Regions from separate parts of the Drosophila melanogaster genome. Here region 2 is linked to region 1. Evidence: chromatin contacts called from public Hi-C data. All regions are on one chromosome and are shown on one strand. The core of a region is the stretch at or near the end of the contact, and the rest is flanking DNA. Distances in the headings are between cores, read along the strand shown.

The links. Hi-C and Micro-C count contacts between places; a contact is called where the count stands out from the background.
Region 2: a contact with region 1 is called in a Hi-C map of the OSC cell line, with 4 times the contacts expected there. A contact is called at or near these places in 9 of 107 Hi-C or Micro-C datasets (the Kc167 cell line, the OSC cell line, the S2 cell line and 3 more).

The regions. Positions count from the first base shown.
Region 1 is chr3L:4,383,154-4,386,434 of dm6, reverse strand. It overlaps slow (slowdown), which reads right to left and starts at 1,993. Exons shown (of 5, transcript NM_176283.2): 1 at 1,808-1,993.
Region 2 is chr3L:4,531,001-4,534,452 of dm6, reverse strand. CG11353 reads right to left here and starts at 1,283. Exons shown (of 6, transcript NM_168093.3): 1 at 1,133-1,283. Tie (Tie-like receptor tyrosine kinase) reads left to right here and starts at 2,308. Exons shown (of 6, transcript NM_079204.2): 1 at 2,308-3,107.

The sequences.
Region 1 (3,281 bases), core at 744-3,243:
AACCCCCTTTAGCACACTGAGAAAAATATTGCACAATTTTAGATTTAATGGATTTATAATTACAGATACTGCTGAGTATAGCCTTCAATAATAATTTCATTTTATTTGATATCCTGTGACCATATTCCGTTTCTAATGGCCAATTACTCATTTGTGATCGATAACTGTGAGATACATGTACCTTTTTCCAGCAAGTTCAACTGTTTTTAACGCGAAAACTCATTTCAATAACAATTGCAGCGACCCAAAAAAGGCCAAAGGAAAAACTGCAACAGCAGAGCTCAATTTGCTGGCATGTCCAGTCTTTTGCTAATTGCTTTGCAGCTGCAAGGGGGCGGAGGCCACGCCCACACGTGCCCCGCAGACCCATTGCCCATATGAACAAATAGTATATATCCATATATATGTATGCATATAGCTATGGTTCATGTTGACCCGCGACCAAGCCGGACAAAAGTCATAAACCCAGTTACCGTTAGCTGCGTAATTTATGGAAATGACTTTGTCTAATTAGCAAAGTCGAGGAAAAACAAGAAAACCAACAACAAACTCCACCCCACTTTCCAGTGGCGTTAACCATAATAACATTTGTATAGACACTATGATACGCAGAAAGGCACGATCGCTTTCCACGGATCGTGCCCCAAACTTCGATTTCTGATTGCTCACCTGCCAAACGATATGTGTGAGAATGCAGAATGCACGTTGGGGCAAACAAAAAAAAAACGAAACTCATTTAGCCATATGTATGCATAATTGTTAGCCAAACTAGTCTAAACAATGGAAAGTATTGATACATCTATTTTTGATTTGTGTCGTTTTCCGCTTTGTCACATTATTTACACTAATTTTTGATGGCGATAACGTCACAAGATTTACATATTTATTTTGGTTGCATTCATGTCAGCAATAATGTTGGGCTATAAAATGTTCATTTCGATAGTGAAGAAAAATGGTTATATAAAATATATATATTTTAAACTTATCTAAAAGAGTAAAAATAAATTACAAGATTTCCGCAGAACAATCTTTGTTTACGCAAAAACGAAGCAATGAATTAATCCTTTATCAGATCATTGTTGAAAGAAATAAAATTTATTGAGCAATTTATTGCCATTTCGAAATAAATAATTTGCATTGAAGAAAACACGGAAACAAATTACACTGTCTTAAACACTTTTTATCAAGGTGCAAATTACCGTAGAAAATTACCAAGAAAATTATCACAAATTGTACATTGAAAACTACTCAGAATTATTGACAATTATTTAATAAAGACATTGTCTTGAAGTTCTCACGATAATTAATTCTTAGACCATTTATGGCATTGTTTGGCAGCCAAAGCGCATATGTAAATGGTAAGCCAACTTAGTTAGCCGCTCCACAAAAATGCAAATTACGTCCATAAGTGACATGTAACTCCTAGACAGGATAGGCAATGCGATTTTGAGCAAGATTAATGCACTAGGAAATGTCGCACCGCGCTTTGACACACATTCAAATCATAAGTAATTGCAATTAATTAAAGCTATTTGCATGTGACTTACACACGGCGAACAAATTCCAACTGACCCAGCCAGTGTTCAGAGAAAAACAGAGATAATCTTGCCCAGATTTAAAATTCCTCTTTATAGAGATGACCCGAAACACGCGCGAATAAATCAAAGCACAATTATGCCAAATTTGCAATCACAAACAATAAATTGAATTGAGTTTTCGCGCTGACATTAAGCAGATACGCGGCACTGTGCCTTTTTTGTACAATAAAATATTTTAATGGCCGTGAATGGGCCTTTTCGAAACATACTATATATATATATTTGTGAAATATATACGGCTCTTGTGATTTTCCGGATTCTGCGTTAGCCGCTTCCGTATGCCAGGCACAAAAACCGAGCGAACTGGCTGCGATCTTTGAGATACAAATTTCCAGCTGGCGCGGCGGAGCTAACGAAATCCAAACCGATCGCTTAGAAGTCCCGAGACGAACTGAAAATGCACAGCCGAAACCGAAAGTCCAGTTAACGATCGGCGATCGACGGCGCTGCCAGTGCAGTCGGAAAGTGGAGCCAAAAGTATATAGATTGTATACTCTGAACACTCCGAACATCGGTAAATATTTAGTTATTTTCTTAAACATTGATTCATTCATATATCAGTAGCACACTTTACTTTTTGTTTACTTCTTTGGAATCGGGATAACTGTAGATGCCGTAGAAAATACGTCGAGTTTTCTGAAATCTACATATATATTTGTTTTTAAAAATATCTTTACCTGATATTTTAGCAAAATTTTGAAAAGGGTAAATTTCTCTAAAATAAGAAGCCACACAAACTTCTACAAATATGTAAGATTTTACTACTCAATTTATCTTGCTAAATATCAGTGGAATTTTAATATGTTTCTCAGGTGTATTCTTATTAGTCTGTATATAATCTGTATATATTTTTTTACAGCTAGAAATAGCCAGCTGGTCTGCACTGTCAGACCAGTCGAAGCCCATGTTCGGTGCACATTGGCTGGTTCGCTCAAACGAAATTGGACCGATGGGGGCACAAGTTGGCTTCCTTTGTTCGATGCAACTGTGGAGCGGATGAATTCGCCAGGCGGAAGAACTCTTTGTGGTGGGGCTGAGGGGCGCAGTGGTGGGTGGTGGGCGGCGCAGTGGGCAGGTATGCCCTCGGCTGGTCGTTGGCTGGTTTTTGAGTGCGTTACAGCTGTTTTGTTTATAGGAGGATCATCTCTGCACTCTCTGCACAGTTCAAACTATTTGGAAGTTGCGGTTTGTGCTTTTTATGGTCCGCCGTTGTTGTTCTTGCGGCCACGGCTGCTTTTGTTGCATCTTCTTCGGTCGGTGGCAAGTTGTTAAGTTAAATATTTACCCACCGCTGCCGGGCAGCCAGTTTAGGCCACGGCTCGCTGATCTTTCACATCGAGAATCCGAGTCCCAGAGCGAAGAAGAACTCGTTTCCAGCCCTTCTGTCCATATCGGGTGCTGGATCTGTCGTTGTCATCATAAGAGTGCTACTGTCAACCACACTCGAAAAATGCCACTAAGTCTAGATTTAATCAAAAATTCATGGGTTAAACATGATAAAGGTTTTAAATGTACTTTAATTCATGTCCTAAGTAAGTCTGTTATATTATATATGTACAGTACTTTCCTTAAGCATAATCACTTTTGTATATAACTTTTTTGATTGTGCTAGATACAATAGTTTCGCCAAGTGCATTGCCACATACTATTAGCCACTGGCAACAGAATAGCTGCCCACTGTCT
Region 2 (3,452 bases), core at 34-2,533, 150 kb before region 1:
AAATCTTTGAGAACAAGAATTTAAATGTGCTTTACTTCACAAAATGTTCCAATAAATCTTCAGTTTTATACAAGCCATTAAACTCGATTTAAAGACAAGTAGTTAGGCAACAGATAATTTGATTAACATATTAGGAATATTTATGCGTGCTTGTGATAGAAATTAACTACCAATTTCATAATCAACAATGAAAATCGTTTGGAAATGGGCCTATTATTAAAATACACAGAAAAATATATACATGCTTTGTAAAATTTCTTTTACTTGTTATAATCATGGAACTAGGTAACTATATTTATTTGCTTTATACTCATTAAGGTTATTCCAAATTTTTCTGTGTAAGTTTGACTTTGGCAGCTATTGGTAATCAAGAACATTGAAATCCCATTATGGATCTCTGTTTTTTTCTCGCTGTGCACGGCTGACGCTTTTTGCTCGTTTTCTCGCTTTCCTAAGCGATCTTTTTGTTGGTTTTGCATAATTTAGACGCCGCTTCTTTTGTGGCAAGCACGACTCGAGACGCCCATCGAGATATATGTGCATATATATATATATATATATATGCATATGGACTTTGGCTATTGGGGAATTTCGAAATATGTTTGATCTGCATTTACATAATACTCCCGAACTCGCGGTATCGTCAAAGATTTCGTACGGAGAGAGTGGGGAATCGGGTGAGATGCGGATTCACACTAATGGCCAGCTTATTGGACACTGTTTGTGGGCACTTGTTGATCAGAACCCAATTAACAAGTCCTATTTGCACAGAGTACAGAACTCGCTGGAATTGCCACTCACTGATTGGTGTTGTTTTTTTTTTTGGGAACTTCTCATGTATCGTATTTCGAAACACGTTAAGCGCTTCAATTTTCACTTTTTCCTACATTCCGGCGGCAGTTAAGATTACTTTTATTGAGACATTACCGAGATGAGATCCGCGTGTCTCTGATGGAATGGAGTCTCTTCTGTTTGGATTTTGAGTCCGAACTTGGACCGACTTTCGTTTTCGTTTCTTTCGCTGGCTGATAAAACGCACTGCACAACAGATTAGCTGGCTATACTATATGTATGTAGTGCCCACTCTTTCTTCTTGGCCTCTTGCCTCTCTTTCGCATTTAACTTGGCTTACTCTGGCCCTGCAACTTGTTTCGGTCTTTTCTGCCTTTTGTCAGCTTCTGTTGACGTTAACCGAATTTCGTTTTCATTTTCGCTTATATTTTTTTTTTTGTTTTGATGAGGGCCACGACGCGTGCAACGTTTTGGTAACAACTGTGCGCCGCTGCATTTTGGCTCAAAGTTTTATAAACTTGGTCGCTGGTCAAATCGAGTGGGACTGCGCTGCAGCAGCGCAGCCGCGGCGCAGCAGCCGAGAGATAAATCAACAATTGGAATTTCAGTCTCAAGATCAACAAAAGACGACCGACTCCCGACGACCGACTCCCTTACGCGCCCGAGTCCGAGTTTTCAGTTTTCAGTTTTTAGTGTTCAGTCCGGATTTGTCAGTGGTCAGTAGTCGTTATTTTTTGCTTGGACTTCGGCTATTTCGCTCGTCAATTGCACGCACATTTGAAACTCTCTTTCTTCTCATTTTGGCTCTTTTTTTAACTCTTTCGCGGGATCTTCAGACCCTTCAATAAGCCAATAAACTGCAATCATAAAACACATTTTTTAGGGGCATTAAATACATACATTTATTGTAAAAGTTGTTAACGACAGTCGCATTATTTTTATTAGTTCATAAAAACGTATGCTTTTTTTCCAGTGCAGAACTTATTGCTTTAATTAATTGCATAAATACAAGATCTGTAGGTTAACTGGCATCTTCCAAAATACATTTTAATTGGGTTTATGTTACTTATTTTACACCCTGAGGTCAACAGGTTTCTGCAAATGCAACGATGTAAAAAGTAAAAGGGAATAATTTTAGTAGTGATTAAGAGCAACAACAAGCTTGATGGAAGGGAAATGTTAATCAGGTACCAATTACTAAGGTAACTTGTAACTCAATTTTACTGAAGATTCATTTTATTTAATAAATGACGTAGTTATAGAAATCTAAGTGTTAATTTTAATTTTTAAATAAATGGGTTTATCCTTTCCTAATTAAACCATTTAAATTCCCAACGGTTCGGTGTCCACATTAGGTTCCCCAAAACTCCGGCAGATGGCGTTGCGGTATAAAGCTACCTGTAGCACCTGTCTCGCTCACCTGCAAAAGCTCGGCTTTCGCTTTAAGCTCTTCTTTGGAAGCTTCGCTCATCCGATCGCGCACCTTCGCTCAGTTGATTCGCGCAACTTGAGGCCAACAGTTCGAATACGCGATACGCGCGCATGCGATTTACCGGCCCACGCAACCACCCCCCGCCTTCGAACGAGAGCGAGCGAGAGGCAGATAGAGAAACTACTCCACGCTGCTTGCCAAACAAAATAAAAAACGTTGTGGGTGCTGAAACGAAACCGAAAATCCAAAAAGCAGAAGAAACGCACGAAATTCATAAAAATACGCGTATTAACCAAAAAAAAAGCTGTGCATCTGTGTGTTTTTTCGATATTGTGCGTGTGTTGAAAGAATACTAAAAAGTTGACAAGTGCAGAATGAAAATCATAAACAAAATAACCAGACGACGGGCAACAAGTTTTTTTGCGTAGAATCCAACGACGGGCAAAATTCCCAGTAAACAAGCCAACCTGCCGTGTGTTTTTTTCGTTTTTGTTGTACAAAGTATATTTGTTGCAACTCGTTTCGGTTGTTGTTTTCACAATTTGTTGTTGTCAAAGCCACACAAAGCGGGTCAAATGCATAAATAAATGAATGAATCGAAATGAAATAAAACGAGCCAAAATGAAATGCGAAATGTTGTTATTATCATTTGGTCTGAAGCGAAATTAATTACAACCGTGCATTGTCATTGCTGAAATCCGAAAGATACGCATCTATAGCTCAATAAATGAAGTTTATGAAAAAAAGTCTTGGGTATCTTCCGCTTTTAATTTGGGGATGTATTGCCATCCCGCTCTTACTGAAAAGCTCTTCAAATGAGTCTATCTGCTAGATGCGTTTGCACCTGAGCACCAGCGGATCGCCTTCACCAATGGCAGCTAAAGTGAGTTCAAAAAAACAAACCCCGAAAAAAAAAACACCAAAAACCCCTCAGAAATCGCACTAAATCAGTACCTTAAAAACTGACCATCTGCATGGTGCAAACTGTCTTACCAATTCGGTTCTCACGACACAAAATCATAGTACAAACACCGTACAGCGACACCTTTGAACTTTAAAACGGGAGAGTGCAAAATCAGCCTGGCAGCGTGTAACGGTGCCACAGCCGAAACTAAAGCCAAAAGCAAACAGACATCAATGAGCAATTCGAAAAAACATAATAAAACTTTACCCAAAAAAAAAAAGAAACTCCAGCTAAAACAGACCGCAACCGGGCCCACAAAAAAGG